3 separate regions of the Rattus norvegicus genome follow, and regions 1 and 3 are each linked to region 2. Evidence: chromatin contacts called from public Hi-C data. All regions are on one chromosome and are shown on one strand. Each heading gives the region's core, a stretch centred on a gene start, on an enhancer-like site or on the middle of the called end of the contact. The rest is flanking DNA. Distances are from core to core; before and after follow the strand shown. Region 1 overlaps LOC103692063 (a long non-coding RNA gene). Region 2 has its middle 94 kb from the start of Tes. Region 3 holds the start of Cav1 (caveolin 1).

What was found. A called contact is a pair of places that touch in the nucleus more often than the background predicts.
Region 1: a Hi-C map of the A7r5 cell line shows a contact between it and region 2, with 2.7 times the contacts expected there. The contact joins two enhancer-like sites. A contact is called at or near these places in 5 of 12 Hi-C or Micro-C datasets (the A7r5 cell line, the Rat2 cell line, Schwann cells and 1 more).
Region 3: a Hi-C map of the A7r5 cell line shows a contact between it and region 2, with 5 times the contacts expected there. The contact joins the promoter of Cav1 here to the enhancer-like site in region 2. A contact is called at or near these places in 4 of 12 Hi-C or Micro-C datasets (the A7r5 cell line, liver and mammary epithelial cells) and 1 of 1 datasets of contacts at active chromatin or transcription factors (oligodendrocytes).

What each region holds. Positions count from the first base shown.
Region 1 is chr4:46,652,326-46,655,025 of GRCr8, forward strand. The region is part of intron 2 of LOC103692063 (a long non-coding RNA gene); the gene reads right to left. Among named protein-coding and RNA genes, the nearest start is that of Cav1, 47 kb to the left of the region's middle. Within about 2 kb of position 1,311, at least 10 of the 93 cell types and tissues checked have an H3K27ac peak or open chromatin away from gene starts, as enhancers often do. A contact at or near this core is called in the A7r5 cell line, where this site is marked.
Region 2 is chr4:46,423,714-46,426,413 of GRCr8, forward strand. No RefSeq gene overlaps it. Among named protein-coding and RNA genes, the nearest start is that of Tes, 94 kb to the left of the region's middle. Within about 2 kb of position 1,413, at least 26 of the 93 cell types and tissues checked have an H3K27ac peak or open chromatin away from gene starts, as enhancers often do. A contact at or near this core is called in the A7r5 cell line, where this site is marked.
Region 3 is chr4:46,605,223-46,607,922 of GRCr8, forward strand. Cav1 (caveolin 1) reads left to right here and starts at 1,316. Exons shown (of 3, transcript NM_031556.3): 1 at 1,316-1,500. The coding sequence starts at 1,471.

The DNA of each region.
Region 1 (2,700 bases), core at 61-2,560, 230 kb after region 2:
CCCAGAAAGCTCTGAGTCATGTTGATGGCACATTTGAGATCAAAATCATCATATGTTTGAATGCTAAACATGGGATTTGAAACAATAATGTAACTTGAGGCATAAATGCAACAGCATGCCAGGCAATACCGCATGAAAGTCTCGGGGCACTAACACCCCAATGAAGAATACAGCCAAACTGGTCATAGCTTGGTGGGTCACAGGCCCTCATGACCATTTCTACTCTCTGAACTGACATAGCCAAACCAAATGCACTCCTACATTCTCAGCTAGGAAGTGCCCCACTATTGGGGGGTATTAGAAGAACCAGGTGATTCCACAAGGCTACCAAGGAGTCCTGCTAGTTTTATATATACTTGCTTATCACCCACACTATAGCAGATTCACAGCAGATTCATGGTCCACAGGTTACCAGGTTTCCCAGTGAAAAATAAAGTGAGATGGACCCTCCAAGATGGCTCTGTGCTTCCTGGATTCATGAAGGAAGGAAGTGCTGTACGTAATGCTGTACTACTCAATCTCGCTCACTTGAAAGAACCCAGCTTATTCAGCTCCCAGCCTAGGAACTCCTTGTTCTCAGATGAGATGGCATTGTGCTTTACACATCACATCCAGAACATCTTTCCCAGACTACAACTCCTTCCATTTGGTTGGATCGGCCAAGGAATAAAACTTTATCTGAGCTTTTACCCTATTGTTCCTGAAACCATTATGGCCTTCCCTGGTTAGACCCATTTAGGTACTTTGGCTCTGACCTTCACATCACTGTTTGGTTCTCCCAAGTTAATTCCAGACTATCCACTCCTCAGCGACCAGCACCTATGATGGGTCTACTATTAATACCTGTCAATCTGGGAAATGCACTTTGGCCACCATGCCAGAAACCAGTCAACTAGTTCCTCTGTGATGTTCTGCTTTCCTCCTGGGCACGCACTAGTGCTTCCTATGCCCGCATGTCTTTCATTGTCCATGTTCCTCAGATCTAGTACTAGTACTTAAACAGAAACCATGGGTTCTCCTTCTAGATGTGAACCACAGCACCTCATCTATGACCTACCACTCGCCCTCTGCCTCTTGGCTAGAAACAGAAATCAAGAGACTCTATGTAACTTCGGTGCTGAAATGGCAATGTCTATCTTAGTGCAGGCCCTCAGAAGACGGTAGTGGCCTGCGCCATAATCCTCCATCTCCGCCCATCAAGAATGCCTCCTGTATGAGTAATAATTTCCACTGAGCTGGTCTACAAAAATGTCAGGGTTTTTCTGTTACAGCAGCTGGCCTTACATTATGGAACAATCACCCATGACAAACACAATATGGGCAATGCCCAAGTGGATTACCCCAGCTGTTTGTAGCTAGCTTGCCTCTCCTCACCACAGTCAAGGATGTTCCTGCTTCCCTTCCTTCCTGCAGAGGCAGTTCTGGACATATAGGGTGAGCAGATGAGTGGGAGGCACTGTTAGGAGATGCTTCTCCAGGGAAAATCTAACTTTTCCATGCTTTATAACTAGAATTTTCCATGGTCACACAATGAGTCACTGCTAAGCCAGCATTTTCCCTACTCAGTTGGGGCATCTGTCCTCCTTTAGGACGGGGATCTGTGTCCACTTCTGGAGTAATGGTGGAAAGATAAATAATGAGAACAGTCGGAGATTAGGTCTCTTGGAAACCATTGGGAAGGCAAATCACACCAGCTTCAGGCAAGTGAGAAATGTTAAAAGCAGCTGGACGGTCTTCTCTTGATTTAAATATAGTATTGTTTCCATCCTTTGTCCAAATGACTTTAAGCCATCATGATTTTCGTGTCACTGGAAACGCACATTGCCGTGATTTAGTCCCTAAGCTGGACTGCCCAACTTATGTCTACACACAATTGAACTGAACGTCCTTTTCCTGTGAGATCAGCACTTAGCTGCTAAGCCGCTGCCATCCAGATCCACAGCGAATTAGTTTGAGATCTGGGAAGTGGAAAGACACTCTAACACGGTCTCTTAAGGGGCCCAGGTCTTCTCCAGAAGAGTTTAGATTGCTTCGGTTGCCCTCCGGGAATTCAGGAATGCTTCATCGGCCCTACCCAAAGGAGAAGGATTCCTCAGAAAAGTGCAAAGGGCAAAGGGCAAAGAGAGAGGAGAAGGCCCGTGCAGCATAAAAAGCCTCTTCACAGAGAAATGCCCAAGCCCAAAGCAAGCGTACCACTGGGCTCGCACTTAGTATAGCATGGGGGAGCACCAACTCTGCTCCTTGGCACAGTCTCTAGCCTTGGCAAGGCCCTGTGAGGCCAAACGTTTTTCTCATTGTAGCAAAGCTCTGAGTCACTATCTTTAAAAAAATACATGGGAACAATAAGACTCAAGGGGATAGCAGAGTTCCCCCCCCCAAAAAAATATTAGAAAAAAGAGGTGGGGGTGGAGCAGCAAGCATGCCTACAGACTGATTAAAGGACAAGAGCCCTGGAAAAGTCCCCTAGGAGACCCCTAGCAAGCCCTCTTTTCCTAGTACACAAGCCCAGATGGTACCCTATCCTATTTTATAATTTCCATCGCGTTCTAAAAATCATAAGCTTGGTTTTCTCGGGTTTTTTTTTCTTTGTTTTTTTGAAACGAGTGTTTGAAAAAGTGAGAAGCGCTTTAGTGCTGACCAGAGATCAACTTAGTGTGTCGCTGGCAACAGCCTTTGCAGAACTGAACTGAACCGGCAAGA
Region 2 (2,700 bases), core at 163-2,662:
TGGTTTTAAGGTAGAGCCACAGAGTCAAGGTGTACCTAGCCTTCCCCCGAGGAAGTTCCCACAGACACAGAGATGCCTGAATAGAGTCTCCAGGAGGAGGAAGGCAGGGTGGTCAGAGCTGGAATTGACAAGTTTTCTTTATAAGCGTAGAAGGCCTGGGCAAAGGAAATCCTCCCTGTTGGGAGATGGAAAGATTTTTGTCTCCTTTACAACATTGACTCCTATTCCCTGCATATTAGCCATTTGTGTTTTATTTTCCTTGAGGAATTTTAAATAAACTACCCATTCAAGTAGTACTCCTGAACTCAATTATTTAAAACTCTTAATCTCTCATTTCTCAAGTCTAGTTGTGTAATCTCTTTTGCTCTTATGGGTAACTTAAAAATTAGCATCCATCCTTCCAGTGAGCTGAGCAGAGCAGAGGAAAGAAGCTTTTTGTTTCCCAGAAAACGCTGAAGGAAATGCTTTCCTTTGGAAGTTGGAAAAGAGGGCAGTGTTCTATACTATGATTGGCTGGGATCTTCTCATTGGATGCTAGAAAGCCCTCAGGTTGCTTGATTGTTTTAAAAATTGGTTCTCTTTCAACTTTGCTTTGATTATATATTAGGAGTAACTATATTACAGTATAGTCTGGTCATCTTGGTCTAGTATAGGAACTTAATCAAAATCAGTGCTCACCCACGTATGTTATCCAATATCACCCTATGGTAAGAGTACTCATTGGCTATTTGATAGTGTGTATTCAATACTGGCCACATTTCACAGCATATTATCCTGTTTGTTTGTGAGAGATTTTACTCTCACAGTAAATTTCTTTTGGAAAGATATCTTCCTAAGTGCCACATACAACTGACCCCAGGCTACATTTAGCAAGAGGGTTTGAAAATGGGGATATATTGTCAATTCACACCCATCTGTGAATCCGACTCCCCTAGGTGGGAGAAAAATGTGGATTTGTTCTAGAGATTTCAAAGTGAAAGGCACCAATTAAAAAGGTATCAATCCAAGTGGTGACAGGAATCTCTAGGTTGTATCTCTATTTGATCTTTTCCTGACATTGTACATAGCACTAATGATAAAAAGTGGGCACACGTGCATTTGTGTCTCTCTGTGTGTATGTACAAATAAGAGAGACACTATCATGTAACTAATCTAGCAATACATACTTAAAATTCAACATTTGAACCTTCCTCAAATGATACCTTTTATATACCCATTGGTTAACTGACAAATAGGAGAGAATCCATTGTGAAGTGAATCCTTTGCTTTTGGCAGATTCTCTTTGCTCTATTGTCATCAGAGCTGTCATCTCATTCAAAGTCCTTGGACTCCCTGGTTGTCAGCCTTCACACAGTCTTTGAAATGGCATCAGCAACCGTCTCTATGCTATCCCATTGCCTCCCCTAATTTGCATCAGTCTGATTCATTCATTCCTTAGCTGGGTTATAGGGTATGCTATTCCCCTGTGGTACCCATGCTGTTAAGCTTCCTCTCACTCGCTATTATCACAGTAGGATTCAAAACGTTCATTTGGTAAAGGCCTGTTGCTCTTGATGGAAGACAGAGCGTTTAACAAATGAGCACAGAGAGCGTTTGAGAAAACCTTTTAAAATAAGATCTGAAATGCATTTTGCCTATATTAAAATAGTTTTCTTCGAGGATGAAAAAAGCCTGCTGGCAATCAGAGGCTTGTGTGACATTCAAGTCTACCCAGAGGAAGCAGCCAAGCAGAGAGGCTCACTGCTTTACAGATTTGCATTGTCCTGCTAACTTTCCTGTGCCAAAAACACTCAGTCGCTCCCTTTCACCAACCTCTAAGGTCACAAGACAGACAGTTCTTTCTTGATTACTCAAACAAATACACGTCTGATTCAGAGGAGGGAAAAGAGTTGCCAACAGTCAATGCTTAGGAAGGGCAAGGCTGCCTTTGCTTTATAAGCCAGCCTGATGAATCACCACGTCCATGACTAATTGTGGTGTTAAAATGTGCCCAGGAATATGGCCTGCTTTTCTTAAAGGGAAATTCTAAAGGAGACACAGAGAAACAAGAAAGAGAACACAACAGTTGTGCAAGAATGTGCATATGGCACAATCATCCCAACAAACTTAGCAAGTCTCCTGCTCTACAATAGACAGTCAAGTCCTAGAAAACAGGAGGCTGGCATGGAGGTCAGCATGGCATTCTGCACAGCAGTTAAGTTCTGGGCTCAGAAAAGATTTTCCAAGTGTTTTCTAAATCTCAGAAGGTTGAAGCCAGACATGAACACAGGCCGATAAAAAAGACTGATGTTTATGTGTATAAAACATATGTGTTTACATAAATATATGACTATATAGAAAATGAGTGTAATCTGTGTGTATACAATGTGTATATGTGTGTTGAAATAATTAAAATGTATATTCAGTGGACACGCTTATATAAAAATCTATGCTTTCCTTGTATCATTACATTAGTAAGAAAGACATGGTCCTATAATTGTTCTGAGACAAGGTCTCTTACTGCTTGAGACCCTCTCCTCATGGTCTTCTGTTTGCTAAGAGTACAGATGCGTGCCAATCTGTGCCCAGCAAGAAAACCACTGTTCTTTCCACTAATTACATTGTCTGTTGCGAAGGCAGGACACAAAGGGAAAACTCCAGGACAGAGCAACACAGTCAATGATGGAATCTACTGAGAGAACCAGGGAGGACATCTTGGAA
Region 3 (2,700 bases), core at 66-2,565, 180 kb after region 2:
TGCCATTCCTAACTAAAATCCATCCTTTTATTTCTAACACTGTACTGCTAACCACCCTCATTTGATCAGTATGACATACGCAAGTGTTGAAGTAGCACACTGCACCCCACTAACATTACGCTAATATCACATGCTAATAAAACAATAATTAAATTACTTACAAATAATATTTATAATTTATAATTCCTCATACATTGATAATTAATTAATTAGCAATTAATTCAAAGGATAGATTGTCTCTTTTCCCTCTAAGCAGGACCCAGATGATGAGTTCTTTTATCTATTTTCAGGCCCCAGGTTTTGTCTTCAAGACCCCATGCTCCTGCTTCTTGGTGGCCATTTTAAAATGTACTCTCTGTCCCATTCAGAGTACTACGGAAGTATTTGCATAGGAACGCTTAGGTAAAACATCCCTTTCATCCTTATTGGGGGTGGTGAGCTGCTGAGTTGCTGTCTCTAATTAGTAAAACGCAACCATGATTTATATTATTCCTCTTTACAATAAAACAAAAGGAGGTTGGTCAGCTTTTGAAACTGATATTTAGTTGTTAACATAAAAAAATTTTGTCAGACAACAACAACAACAACAACATATTCTCTCACAGCCAAGCACATATTCCTGGGCCAGTATCCTCTGCGGCAGAGGATGTAGTTCAGTGACAGAGTGTTTATCTCTAGGTAAAATGCACAAAGCCCTGGGTTTGATCTCAAGCCAAGGAGGGAAAAATCCTCTCTGGTAACAAGCTTGAACCTCCAAGTAAAATTTTCTGCAGTTGAAAACATTCAAAGTGCTTTATGATTACGGTATAACCTGTTGGTAGGAACTTCATTTTCTTTATTGCAGAGGCGCCCACACAGATTCCTTCGCTGTGTTTATATAAAAAATGTTCCCTCAGGTTCCCAGCCATCTCTTCTCTATCTTTCTCTGTGAAACAAGAAGAGAGATCAGTCCTAGTGGGTAATGGAACGTGGGCGAAGCGGGAAGGGAAGCGGCTTAGGATAGGGCAGAATTCTTTCCGTGGAGCCGGATGCCCATACTGGGCATCTCAGCAAACTCTTGTGCTCCCTCCACCCCTGCTGAGATGATGCACTGGGAAAACACGCGCTCTCCCCTGGATGCCTCTCTGTTGGTTTATAGCTGGGAAAACGTTGCCGCGGGTCTAAAATATCTGCCCAAACAGACAGCCTAGCTCTGATGAAGGCTTTCTCACAGGCTCTCAGCTCCCCGCGGGCGCTCCCCGCCCTCCGCTGCCAGAACCTTGGGGATGTGCCTAGACCCGGCGCAGAGCACGTCCCAGCCAACTGAGAGCAGAACAAACCCCTGGCCAACAGCCAAGAGGCTCCCTCTCAGCCACCGCCCCCCGCCAGCGCCTTTCCCCCTCTATACAATACAAGATCTTCCTTCCTCAGTTCTCTTAAATCACAGCCCAGGGAAACCTCCTCAGAGCCTGCAGCCAGCCACGCGCCAGCATGTCTGGGGGTAAATACGTAGACTCCGAGGTAGGCTTGGGTGAGGGCGCGCCGGCTCCAAAGTGCCTGCTTTTGCTATCTCGCACTCCAAATGCTCGGGCTGCTTTCCTAGCCCCAGCCCTCTCTCCACCTTCACAGCACTCGAGCTGGTACCGCGGAGGAATGGGCTGGGTGGGGAGGTGAAAAGCTAGGAATGCCTTAGGGCTTCCTTTTGGAGAGGGGACCAAAGGAGCCAACGGAGAAAAGAAGAACCCCCGGGTACTGTTTTATGAGTCTGAGTCTGCCAGACTTAGAGAAGTTTTCCAGATGACACTGTTCGCGAGACCCCCCTGCGGCGGTCCAGCCCCTACCTACTAAGAGGCTTAGAGCTGGTGGGGTGTGTGTGTGTGTGTGTGTGTGTGTGTGTGTGTGTGTGTGTGTGTGTGTGTGTGTTCGGGTAAAGGAGATTCATTTGCCCGCAGTCCTGAGGACAGCCCCCCGCAGGAGCCTAAAGTGGCTGGCATGGGCGGCGCCGTGCGTGTATAGCACTTAGCGAAGTTCTCGAGAACTTCAATAATTCTGCCCCTGAGAGGCCCGGAGGAGGTCCGAGGTGGGGGAGCCTCTTTCCTCACGAGTACCACCGCCATTGTCAACTACTTCTTGGTACTCTGGTGGACTGAATGTGGCGACCTGGGTTCCCCAATATGACTACGGTTCAGCCTGGAGTAGACAGCCTGGGGGTGATCTAAGTAAGGGTGGGTGAGGGAGTCCTTCAGGTGACATTTCGTTCTGGGGCATGGGGGCGGGGTGAGGGGTCTTGGTACATGCCTCTGTTTAAAGAAGTGTGTTAGATTGTGACCCACTTATTCACCCCCACGGCCTAAGGAACACCGTGGAGCACGGGGTGGAGTGGGGAGGTAAAAAGGGTAGGGGCTGCAGCAGGTGCAAGGGAGAAGCACTGAGGGACAGAGAAGATAGGATCATTAAGTCTGTCAGCAGGGTCCAGAGGGATCTTGATAATGTTGGAAGGGATCGTAGGACGGGGTTAACGGTTCAGAGAGGGACAGAGGAGCAGGTGAGGTTGAGGGACACGGGTGGCCTGGTGGAGAGAAGGAATACAGAGGAGGCGGAAAGCGAATCCCAACCCCTGGCCTAGGGAGCTACAGTCGGGAGTCGCGAGGAGTAGGAGGGCGCATGGGGCTTCGCCCTGACCCCTGGCGGCGGCGCGGGAGGCAGGCGCTCCCCGCCTGG